Regions from separate parts of the Anser cygnoides genome. Here region 1 is linked to region 2. A link is a contact called in public Hi-C data. All regions are on one chromosome and are shown on one strand. The core of a region is the stretch at or near the end of the contact, and the rest is flanking DNA. Distances in the headings are between cores, read along the strand shown. Region 1 holds the start of DAW1 (dynein assembly factor with WD repeats 1). Region 2 holds the start of DNER (delta/notch like EGF repeat containing).

The links. A called contact is a pair of places that touch in the nucleus more often than the background predicts.
Region 1: a Hi-C map of granulosa cells shows a contact between it and region 2, with 3 times the contacts expected there. The contact joins the promoter of DAW1 here to the promoter of DNER in region 2. A contact is called at or near these places in 2 of 7 Hi-C or Micro-C datasets (granulosa cells and liver).

The regions. Positions count from the first base shown.
Region 1 is chr9:3,639,103-3,645,945 of Taihu_goose_T2T_genome, forward strand. DAW1 (dynein assembly factor with WD repeats 1) reads right to left here and starts at 2,568. Exons shown (of 14, transcript XM_048063194.2): 1 at 2,443-2,568; 2 at 1,195-1,267; 3 at 49-193. The coding sequence starts at 2,548.
Region 2 is chr9:3,089,387-3,095,419 of Taihu_goose_T2T_genome, forward strand. DNER (delta/notch like EGF repeat containing) reads left to right here and starts at 1,608. Exons shown (of 13, transcript XM_048063044.2): 1 at 1,608-1,956. The coding sequence starts at 1,714. It overlaps LOC106036155 (a long non-coding RNA gene), which reads right to left and starts at 1,473. Exons shown (of 3, transcript XR_010833487.1): 1 at 1-1,473.

The sequences.
Region 1 (6,843 bases), core at 1,318-3,817, 550 kb after region 2:
CCAATGAAACCCCCAAATCTCCAATATTATTTTAAAGATGACTCTGACCTTAAAAAGATAGAACTTGTGGTCTTCTGGTTCCCCTAGCTTCTCCTGCAATCTTCGTACTAAATTTATGACATAGTCCTTGCATGAAGTTGTGATGAGAGGTTCTCCTTTTCGAATTTCTTCTACTAAGGCTATGACATCTGTGCTAGTTATGAGGAAAAAAAGCAGATTTCATCCTCTGGCAATAGTTATGATTATAAATGCAAGCATATTATTTACTTGCAGAGAAATGAAAGCAAGAAATTAAATGATATTTATCTCATCCTGTAATGGCTTAAAAGAAATATGAATAAATCTTTCTTGGTTTCTTCTTTCCCTCTTTAGTAAGGCAGTTCAGTCAGATTTAACTTCTTAGAATTTTAGCTTAGCAAGAGCTTTATCTTCTCAATGGGTTTCCACAGAAGGTCAGACATGGGAGATGTGTATCCAAACTTGGTTTTGGAATAAATATTTAAATTACAGTGGAGTTTCGTGAATTGCCCATGAAGTAGCAACAACAAAAATTAGATGTGGAAAGCATTAAAATGATCTCTGTGTGTGTCTTCACAGATATATGTATGTTCCTGTAACTCATAATTATGGTAACAATTACTAGAACATGGTCCACAGTTCGTTGGTACTCATGGAGACCCCAGGAAGTAGTTCACAGCTAATCTGTAGAGTCAGATCTTCTTTTTCTACAATCAGATAAACTGCTGAATCCTACCCATCCATGAGATAAACTGAGGATTGACAATATGCAGCAGTGAAAGTGCAAACACACACTTATAACTGGTCCTACTGAGAAAACCTAGCCTTCCTGCTAGCATTGAAATCATCGCAGTCTAAAAGGGATTTTCTATTTCAGTCCTCTAAACAGGAGCCACTAATATACCCATAAATTAGTATCCTCTCAGTGATTATACTCCTGTTAAGTAACGCAAGACAACTTTTGTCTTTCACAAAGTGACTTGTTATGCCAAGAATACTGAGCTGGACAGTTTCAGGTAGACAAAAATAAATAGTTTTTATATTTGGATGTTTCAGTGTGCATTTTAGTGAAAGAAACATCATTCACGTCAATTATGTTTAAAATAAGCAAACAGAGTTGTATATAAACATGCTATAAAACAGCAGATACTGTTGTTGCCTGAAATAAATACTTACTCAGGGCTAAGATCAAGTAGATCTATAGATCTGGTCTTCGGCTCACCACCTTGTACATATTCCAGAATAATTCCTTTAAAAATATACGATAAACAGGTTTTAATTAGATGTTAGGGATTTTATAATGCATACTGTTAATGCTTCTGCTTGTGTTGCCCTACTGACTTAGCAGACCTACTTCCAGTTACTGAGACAAGAAGGAGGTTCGGCATTCCCAGTTAGCAGAACAACTCTGGTGTGTTTATATGATAAGAAATACTAAATATTATTACTTAAAGTAGTTATGATCCATTTTCAATTCTGGAAAATAACAAGTTGTTGGTGTTTGCTTTTCCCCAACCGCTTTTCACAATATTTCATCAGCTGTTTTCAAATAAACTGTACTGAAGATACTTGCTGCAGTTTGTATTTCCAAGAAGCCCAGAAAATGTTTTACAAGAACTGTTACATTAATTTCAGTGTTTGCAAAGGCCTATGTGCAATAACACACAGAAAACCAGAGCACACTTCCCATTTCCAAGTGTGCTCTGTCACCTCCACAAGATGTACTTTGAGCTAACGTATTAAAATGTTTAACCTCATTGCTTAGTATTCTGCCAGTCCTTGCTTTTCTGTGGGAAAGGATAAATTGGATTAATTTTCACGTCATTGTATGTAAGGAAAACGTTTAATTTGGCAGAAAGATCTGTTATCACATCACACTCCCTGGGCTTGCCCTCTCCGCCTTGTTTCGCTTCTTGAAGCCAGTCACTCTCCTGAAGGAGGTAACGATGAAGGCAGCTCGCTGGCATACCTTATCAAAGCATGGCTCTGCTCAGAGAAGCCACACAACAACCAAACGAAAAATAAGCAACAAAGAAACTTTTCACTAAACAGACCTTTATATCACACGTACACTTTTTGGTGCTAATTGCCATGACTTTTGAACTTTTAAACGCCCCGTGGCTCAGCAGAACAAGGTGATGTAAATAAACCTGCCTCGCCTACACAAGGTGCCATCACCAGTACCACCTCCGCAGCACACCGCTGGCGGACAGGAGCCCTGCAGCAGCTGCCCTGCCACCCCACAGCACCCCAAGCCGCATCACGCCACGCAGCTGCACGCACGACCCCACTGCGCGCCACACGAGCAAGGAGCACACGCGAGGAAGCCCGTGGTTACCGACAGCTCCCCACACACCCACCCACACCTCCCCACGCGGCCAGGCCCGGCCCGGCCCGGCCCGTCCCCCTGCCGGAGACCCGCACCCGGCGGGTAGTAGCGCAGCAGCAGCCGCCTCAGCGCCATCGTGCGCCGCCAGCCCCGAGCCCCGGCCCGCTGCCACGGCAACGGCCAAACAGAGCCCGCGCGCATGCGCCGCCACGCGCCGGGGCGGCCGCCATCTCCCGGCCCCAGCCGCCTCCGGGGCAGGCAAATGGTGGTGGTGGTGGTGGTGGTGGTGGTGTCCTGCCCGGGGTCCCTCACAGCGGGGCTGTGCACTGCCTGCAACAGGCGGGCAGCAGAGCGCCGATTTCTTCCTTCCTCGGTTCTCTATCATCCGGGCTTTCAACCTCTATTTCAGCAGAACTATCTGCTGTAACGGCAAGATATCACCGGAGTAGCAATAGTCAGCTGAAAGCTCATCAATATACAAAGTTAGGCTTGCTTTCTCCCAGGTGGACTGATTTGTACCTATCCCTATTAATTCTACCTGTAACTTTGTGTTGTGCGTGGGCTCGGTATTTGAACGCTTTTCTGCTGTTCTTGCAGTCGGCTCATCGCGCCCACCCTGAGCACCAGCAGCCGGAAGGGCTGCACGCACCGCATGGCCCAGCTTCACGTGTGTGCTGCGGAGATCAAGGTGTCAGCCTGAAAGCCTGAGCTGGAGTGTGCTACAAATGGCAAAATGCGGGCAGTTAAAGAGGCAGGAGTAACAGCAGGACAAATACATGACGGCTGTTTGAAAAATCAAAGAGTTGATGACTAAAGTAAAAATGTGAAAAGAGAGAACCAACATGGAACCATTAAAAGACAATGTACTAAAGAGTCAATCTTTATGCAGAAATGGCTGTAGATCATCGATAGGGGGAAGCAGTCATGCTTTCATCTCATCAGTCTCCTCATAGCCCGTATCATTGGCAAGGGGTCACTAGAACAAGGTTCAGGTCACTGTTTAACAGTACGTGACTTTTGTGAAACACTCACAGGGCTCCCTACAGCTTCACTTTGAAGACAGACCTTTGGTTCTGCACAGCTAGGAAGTAAAATACAATGGCCAATTCCAGGTTGTCTGTGAGACATGATTGGGGTTTGGTTTGATCTTTTGTCTCATTCGTATGTGGAAGGTTGGTTATCTTGAGGCAGATAGGAAATATTTTCATTGAAAACAATCTAAACAGCTTTACAACAGAACTGACTTATTTGGAATGACCCTGTTCAAAAACAACTTTTTGAACAACCCCTAGTCTTGGCGTCCTCTAGTGTCTTAACAGTTTTTTGTATTTGTTTAGCATAATATGTAACCACCCCAATTATTCTTTCCAGGCATAAATATTTTTCTGTTCTTTTAGCTTAAATGATGCTAACAATGAACATGCCATGGGTGCTGCTTTCTACATTAACTCCTTCCTCTCAGTTCTTTGCAAACACACATTCATGCAGCCTCTCTGGTGTCTTCAGTATTAGTTAACACCGACTAGAAGTGTTACGTGTGACTTGTTAGTTAAATTTAAAGGCTCGATACTTCTATACAGCATAAATGAGGAGTATCTGCTATTTTAATATAATTTCTACAATAATCATCTGTTCAGTCCTGTACTTCAGGATGGTATTTGCATCATTGAATCAATTATTGTGGTATTCTTGAGAAATAATTTTTTTCAAGGTTTTGTATATCATATACCAACAAGCTTGTTTTGTTTGTGTTTCATGAGGCATGGAAAGGACAAATGCAGCCCAGTCTGAACAGGGAAGAGGGAAGTGGAGCAGCCACAGAGCTCTGTGACAACAGCTCCTTGCATGTTCTTGCCTTACTTTCTCCCTGTTAGTCTCCATCCAAACACACGTCTCACAGCTTGTCATCATCAGGAGTAAGAGGTAATGATGCTGGTGACATTATCAGTCAAATCAGGCCTCAACTCTCATCCCCTTTCCTTGTTGGCATAATGGCACTGGCTTTATGGCATTGTTTATTCCTATATAAAAAATAGAAAAAAAAATGCTGACTACCCAAGCGGGTGGCAAAGAGCTATACTATTCTGAGATGAAGTTTTTCCCAAAGTGCCACTGAGGACAGGCCTGCATGCAAAATAAATAGATAGTAACTAACGGTATGTGACAAAACAGAACTACAGCTCTGGCACAGGTAGGATTATCTATGGAGACTTTAGGCAGCATAGGTAACAACTGTAGAGAGAGGAAGGTCTTCAACACAGCTAATTGCTTAAGGGCTAGGCAAGCAAGGACTCTGATGATGCACAAAAGTAGGGCGCCTGAGCGGAAGTCCATACCACTAACCCTGCACTATTAAGCAGAAATGCTACTCTTTTTAGAGTTCATGAAAACAGGCAACTAGTGCATAATTTTAGAAAGAATTTTTTTCAACTGCTGGGGTAAAATTGTTTCCTGAGGTCTTTCAGCATCCAAAAGGTGCACGCAGCCTCTAAACCATGAAAGGCCAGATTTGAAGACTCTTTATGCACACTGTAGAGAGTTCAAAAATATCTACACTGGAAAGAAAAGGGAAATGCTGAGACATCCACTCAGGATCTGCAGCAATGTAATCAGCTGTTATGTACAGAGATCAAAAGTATTGATGTTATCAGCTTGGAAAGATAACATTCATCAGTTGTGCCCTGTGCATTTTTGCTTATGTCAGCAGTCTGCAGGAGTGGCTGAAAGAAGATACTATAAACCTCGCTATCAGTCAGTATTCAAAAGCCTTTGAAAGGCTGCAATATACGTTTATGTAGAGTGCTGGAGACAACTGCGTTGGATAGTGTGAAGTAAAATGAATACGGTTACAACAAAGAGCTTCCTTTTGAGAACTCTGGGTTCTTTCTGCCAACACAGATTCTCCAAATCTCTTTTTTTGGCCCAAAGTACCATCCTAAGAAGAGTAAGAAAGTGTTTCTGACTCAAACACACTCTCGCTTGCAGAGAAGAGTGGGTTTTAGGCTTCCTGATTTAAAGTTGTATCATGACCCACTTGTTCTGAAGTAGGTCAGTCTGTGGTAAGCTGAACTAAATCAGAAAGGCCAGCCCAAGAGTTTGAGTTAAGGGAAAGATGTAGAAAGCCACTTCCTATTTCTGTTATGTCAGTAATGGGTGCAGTGAATTTTTACTAAGGGGAGTTTTTCATGCTGTCCTTTCTCATAATTGTAAGGTTTGGCAGATGCAGAAAGACTGTACTGTGATATTTCCTTGTTTCTGCTTGGTGAATTAAATGGGTTTAGGTAATTTTTTTCAAGGTTGTTCTATTCTGGCATAGGGATCCTGCTTCCTCTTAGTGAAACACACACCCCTGTACTCATACACTTCCTTCTGCAATGTTAGCACTCCTTCTCACTTCTGCTCTGTTATTTCCAGTGCTAACCATGGCGCCAGAGCCATGAAAATGTTAAAACTGTATTATTTGTATGTGGAAGATGATTTTCTAGGAGTTTTCAGTTTGCCAGGTAAGAGCCATTCTGGGAGAATGAAAGCATGTTGTGCTGTAAACAGAACACTCTCTTTCCCAAAGATTCTGTTTTTCATCTTTGCATGGCTGTTTTCATCAATTTAACATTATACCAAATAAAGAGAGAGAAAGAGTTGCTATTTGCCTAGGAAATATGTCGCAAGTTTCTGTTCACACGAATAGATGCACGTGTGGTTTACCTACAACGAGACAATAGCAAGCACTAGAAAAGAACATTAGTTCCGTTCTGTGCTCTTTTGTCCATCTACCAGTTCTCACACACTGCTTACAATGTCACGTGCAGTCAGGCTCATTCCATATATTCTTACTTCCTTCAGTCAAATTTTCACTTAGCTAAAATATAGTTTTCCTTTCCTTTCGTTTCTTTTCCTTTCCTTTCCCTTCCCTTTTTAAGGAAGAGCCTTCTTTCCTCTCTTAGTCTTGCCACACTGATAGGTAGACCTGGCAACAAAAAAAATCAAAGAAAAAAACCACACGCACACTAAAACATGTTTGTCTTACCCACTCTGAGAAGAACTCAGAAATGCCTTTAATCTTTCTTTCCACGGTCCAGACTGTGGGGTGCTGAAGACCTTTGCAGTCGAGAAGAGTCCTTTACCAGTCAGGCAGGCAGCAAAGCTGACAGCATCAGGTAATTACGCAACTATTCTGTGGTCCGATTGTCTGAGCTGCAAGATGAAAGCCAGCGAGTTATCTGGATGCACCTAGTAAGGAAAACAGAGGAGCACTTCTCCTACAGTTACCTAACACACAGTTGAGTCAAACTACTTTCAGTCAGGAGAATGCAAAAAGCTTCCTCAGGATTTCTACCAAGTCTACAATAGAATTGATGAAGATAAGTCAGGAAAGACACTTTGCTTTAGAAAACACAGCTTCATTAAAGTCAAAGTGTGTTTACTTCACCACTGCTTTTAATTAAAAAAAAAAAAAAGTCAAAATATCACATTTGGGCTTTTGTATTTCATTTTTA
Region 2 (6,033 bases), core at 358-2,857:
CTGAAAAGGAGGAAATGAAGAATTACAGCCCAGCTGCTTTAACATCAAATGCTCTAGAATTCCGGGCTATATGTACAGGTTATTTCAGAGCATTTAGAAGATAACAAAGAGACAAGTAGAAACCTCTGTGGACTTATCAGGAATAAATCATGTCAAGCCAAATAATTTTCTTGTAGAACAAGGCAACAGATCTTGTGAATGGAATAGAAAAAAACGGTTATAACTTAACATGGGCTTGCTTTTGGAATTGTTTTCTATGACATTATTAAAATTATATATTACAAAATTATATAAACTTAAATTAAGAACTTTTTATTTTCTCATGGTGCACGATGGTTGCAAAAAATGCTTGGAAAAAAAAAAAACAACCACCCAAAAAAACAAACAACAACAACAACAGCAACAAAAAAATCCAAACCCATCATACTTAAAGAACAGTAAATCATAGTTCAAAGTGGAAGAATTCCTTCCAAGTTCCTGTTTTTTGCAGAGATATGACATTTGACAATGATCAGTAAAGAAAGAATGAACTCGTCTGATAAAAGTACAGCAGTTTTTGTGTGAAGAGCTCTGATATTGAGAGAAAAAGTAAAAGATAGTTGTAATATAAAGAAGCAACTTAATTTGAGTATGTATATATATGTTTAAAATTTGTATTACCACAGTGCCTATAGGCACTATCAGGACCCACTGTTACCTGGGGTTGAGAGGAGCTGAACCAGAGCCACCTGAACGAGCTGGTGAAAGGTGTTAGGGACGGAGTGAGAGCAGAGCCAGCAGAGGGAGCCAGTGTGGCACAGAACATACGACTGAAAGGTAGGGGAAGTGAAACAGAACACAGCACATCAGGTAACAGCAATGACACTTCACTTCAGCTTAGAAGGGTGGCTGCAGTATTGCCTCCAGGCCGCTACACACCCTGATGGACTCTCAGTTCAGTCAGCGTTGCCAGTTGTTTCTGGCCATGACACAGGTTTCAGCCTTTACTTGTACGAGAAGTTGAAAGGTTTCTAAAAACCAAGAGCTACTGCTGCTACCCCTTCTCCTGCAACCTGCTGACAGAGATATGAAAACTCATTAGTTACTAGAGGCTTAAATGCTTCGCTTTTGTAGAAGTGACGGCACGGAAGGCCAGAGTCCGTTCACTGGTTTACACATCACTGATCTTGGCTCTGATCAGAGGCAGGGAAAGAGAGACAGAAACGGATTTAAAAAAACGGACTTAGATAAACACAAAAGTGCAATTTCTCAAGTTTTTTTCTCCCCGCTACGAGCAATTACAGGGACAATTTTAATGCCCTTTGCCTCCTTTGTTCTTGATATACTTTCAGCCCCAGTTCCTCACAGGCGGGAGCAGAGCAGCACTCCCAGGCCTCAGGGGCTGCTTTTCAGGGCCTCCTGAAGGCGGGCGCCAACCCCGCCCGGGAGGAGCGGGACGGTGCCCCCCGTCCCCTTGACCCCACGTCCCTTGCCCCTCAGGCCGCCTCACGCGGGGGGCCGGCGGCTGCCCCCTGCCGGGCCGGCGGAGCGCGGCCGGCTCCTCCCCGCCCAGTCCCCGCCCGCGGGTTGCCCGGGGAACGAGGGTAGGGAGCTGCCTGGCGGCCGCTTTCTCGTCCCTCCCTCCCTCCCTCCTTCCTTCCATCCCTCCATCCATCCTTCCATCCGTCCCCTCCTTCTCTCTCCCAGGCAGAGCGGCACCCCGACCCAGCCGCCATGCCCCGAGCCGCCCCGCTGCTCCTGCTCCTCCTGCTGGCCCTGGCGCAGCGCCGCGCCTGCCTCTCGGGGCCGGCCACCGCCGCGCCCCCCGGCGCGGACCCCTGCCTCAGCCAGCCCTGCCGCAACAACGGCACCTGCTACCCGGGGCCGGCCCGCGGCCCCGCCGTGCCCCGCCGCCCCCAGCCCCCGGCCGCCTACCGCTGCTCCTGCCCCCCGGGGGTCACCGGCGCCTCCTGTCAGGTAAGGGCTGCGCGCCCCCCTCCCGGCCTCTCGCCCTCGGCGTCCCCCCGAGCTCCCCCGGGACGCGGCGGGGGTCGGAGGAAGCCCACCGAGCTGGCCGCCGCGGCGCAGCCGCCGCCCCGGGCTCGCCGTCCTTTACGGGGGGAGAACCGCCCTCGGAGCGCCGGGCGGCGAATCGCGGCCCCCGGGCATCGCCCCGCCGCGGGGGTCCCGCTCCGTGCCGTAGGGGTCCTGGCCCCCGCGCTGAGGGGTTGCACGGCCCGCTCCGGATTGCCAAAGGTCAAAGCGCCCGGGAGCGGAGACCCGAGACACCATCGCCGGTGTCCTTCTGACTTGCTTGGTCATATTAGGGTTTAACGTAATCGAAATTAATTCTCATTGTTATGTGAAGACTTCTTTTTATTTGCCTCTGTCATTAAGGATGAAAAATCCCCGTTATAGTGCTCAGAAATCCACAAGTTAATCTTCTGTATCTTCAGATGAGGAAAAGCAGGTGCAGGGACAAAGAGGTTTGGTTCCTGCATATATACAGTTACTTTCTGTGGCAGCAGCGTAGGAAAGGCTGTATGGGTTGCCTTCCATTTTTTTGGACAATGCCTTCTGTTTTACATGGATTTGATGTAAAAGCAGATGAATTCAAGTAAATGCAGTCAGTTTCACTATTTATTTATTTATTTATTTACTATTCCTTGGTTGGATAGTACCCGAACTATGCTGCTGAACAGATGAAAGGGATAATACGTTTACTGAAGACTTAAGGTGTAGGTGAATTTGGAAGTCATTGTAAAGTAAGAGTGCTTTGCTCCGAGCTCTGTACCGGCCTTGAAGCATCTCTGATGAGTCAGTGTAACAGGGAAAGTGAAAATATTAACGCTAATGAGATTCTGCAAAGTCAGAGAGATTAAAGAGGATTGAATAGAATTCTCTCTGGCTAATTTTAGCTGTTGGCCTCTTAAGAGTTTACTACGTTTCTATTGCTACAAAGAGAGGGAGAGAGCGCTGAATGTTTGCATCTGCTTACTGCTGTTACGCTTTAGTGTCTGAGATCCAGGACTGAAAGATTAATGAACCTTCTAAAGACTTAGTAAAATGTAACGCTTGTTGGCATCGTACCTCCTGTGAAGTGTTGTGTCTGGGGAACGGGCTTTAATTGTTTCTCTAATACAAGAGAGGCAATATTTTCACAGCGGTTACGCTTTTTATTAAGTAATAAGAGGAGGCTTAGAGTGTCATACATTTTGTTTCTTTTTATGAAATACCGAGTAATGACCCTTGAAACAGAAAGTGATGAACAAGTGAATGCCACTTCTGGCTGTTATGTCAGCAGCTGAAGTATGGATATTAGTTAACTGTGAAAAGTTAATATGGTTTTGAAATGCAACTTTAACTAGAGAGCAGGTGGATGGTTTAGAATTTAAAGGGATAATATAAATACGTTGCTTTTATCCACAGCTGAGGTTTTGCTCTTTTTATCAAAATAGGAAATGAATAAATATTATACAAATGCATTAATTCTTGTGTTTTGCTGTTATTCAGATAACAGCGGTCAAGCTTAACAATTCAGTGAAAATAAATAAGTAAAATGATTTTTAACCCTTAAAGGATAGGAGGAAAGCTATAGGCTAAATCAGAGGGACCATGGGGATATATTTAGCCAGGTGGTTTCCAACTTACTGCTGAGGTTGTCATGGAGGTTGGGCTTGGAGAAGTGAATACCAACAAGGAAATAAGAGCAGTAATTGTTTCACTTAAATACCCAGATCATAGAAGCTAAGTTTGAGGTTATACAATTTGTGATGAAACTGGAGTTCTCTGGAACTACACTTGCCTAAAAGTATAGAAATATTTTTGTGTTACTTCTTGTAGCAAAGGCAATATTTCTCTCCTTCTGCTCAGATGCATTAAGGCATAGAATGAGGGAAAAATGTTCCAAATATACCTGCAAGTCAACTGGGTGCAGTGAAGTTGATAATGTAGAAGGACTGGTAACAAAATTGGAGATTGCCACAGATTGTGTTGCTGAAGTTTTTACTGTAACTGGCTTTGAGGCACTTGGTGGAGCTGGTGCTGGCACAGGCAAAGTGGCAAAGAATAAAACTGTCATCACACGCGCGAGATGCTTTTAGAGGTCTAGAGCTTTCCTATCACCAAGTGAAGTATTTAACTTGGACTTAATCCAGTTCTATGATCTTATGTTATAGTTGTTTCAGGAACTCATTATTTATTCAACAAAAGCTATCTTAGTATATCCATTCCATGCATTATGCATGCGTATATGTATCACGTTACTTAGGGTTTGAGTATACTTTGCTCTGCAAACTTCAAGATTGTGTTGTTATGGATTGTTTGGTTTCACACTGTGGGACGTTGCTGTACTTTAACTCCGCTTCTTTTCATGGATATGATTTTTTCCCACTTCTCTGTGCCATGTTTCTAGCTTGTATAAAGAATAAATAGAATCACTGTATCTTACACTTTAGTCTGAGCAGAGAAATCACACACATTCTTTGTGAAATTGTACAAAAATTATAGTGAATTTGGGTGCCTTTCTGCAGGAAATTTAAGCTGTCCTATTCTCAGCTGTATTCTGAGAAAATTTGATGAAATAAATTGAAATAAACGGAGTGACAGATGTTAAAGTTATGCTGACACACACCTATTTTTTTTACTTATGTTTTACTTTGAAAAGCAATCTTTAACCTTTATTTCTAACCACTAGTCTGTTATTTCCAATGACATGTATAACCAAATAAAATTATTTTTCTTGTTCAGGAAAGTTTTATGTAAAAATTGTTTTATCAGTGCCTTTTGAAATAATTTTAGAGACGTAAGGTACAAAATAACTAAATAGAAAAATGAAAAAATTTGTGACAGACTTGGTTGCTTAAAAAATGCAGAATCTGAACACAGTTCATTTCATTCAATCATATTACGTTTATTTGCTTCAACGCTAGTGCTAATTTCATTAAAAGACTATTGTGTGAAGAAACATTGATTTATTAATGATTTTTACCTACTATCATACATGCTTGATTTGGTTTTGATTTGATTTGTTTCTTCCTTTTCTCTTTCTTTTTTTCCTTTTTTTTTCCCCCTTTTTCTCCTTTTGTTGACCGTTTTCCTCACTCTTTATTTCTTCAGTAATTTTAATGTACTTTTAGTTACTTTATAGTTTCTGTCAGCAATTAAACCTAGGAATCAGGTAGTGTCTCTGAGCTCGCACGCACAGCTTGGAACCAGCCTTCTCACTTGGCTGCCATCTCCAGCTCCCTGCTGTATGGTCTGCAGCGGTGGCACGACCTCTGTGGACTTCTCAGAGTGATGTGGTGGCCACTGATGCAGCTGGTTTTTGAGTTAGTATTGAAATTAGTATTTTAATAGCAAAAAATCTTTTGGTCTTGAGGAGAATTTGTTGTGTTCATTCTAATGGTAATCTTCTGCGACTACAGTGGAAAATATTTTTTTAAATGTAATCGTGGACAGTTTATTTCAAATAGAATTTTAGAAAGGTGAAAGCTGAGTTTAAAACTGTCAAGGAAGGAACTCGTAAAAACTAATGCAGATGGACTGCAGGTTATTTTTAAATTTTCTTCGTAGAGTAACTTGTTGGTCATTCAGCTACATTAAGATAGTGCCTTCATTTAAATATATATATTTTTTCAAAGCATCCTGGGAAAAATGTTTCTTTTCATATTTTAGTCATCTTCTAAGTTAGGAAAAAGAGCACAAACTGCCATTATTGCTAAATTTTACTAGAAATAAACTTCTTGCTGTTCTATTTAGAGATCAGGTACTGTGCATTTCCATTATTTCCTTTGGGAAGTTCTGTTGTATGCTATTTTTCTTTATCCTTGAATTTCAGCCTGATTATGTTTGCCTTCATTCTCTCCCTTTTTTTTGTACTTTTGAATACAAGATGAATTTATTCTCGTCTTTTGATCATAGTATTTGAACAGTTGTAGACTATAATACAATGATTTCAGTTTTTACTCTGTGCCCCCTACTTCTATTTTTTTTATCTCCTGTTGGGTTTTTGTTACTTTTTCTTTGAATTCATTTCTGTTCTCAATATATTTC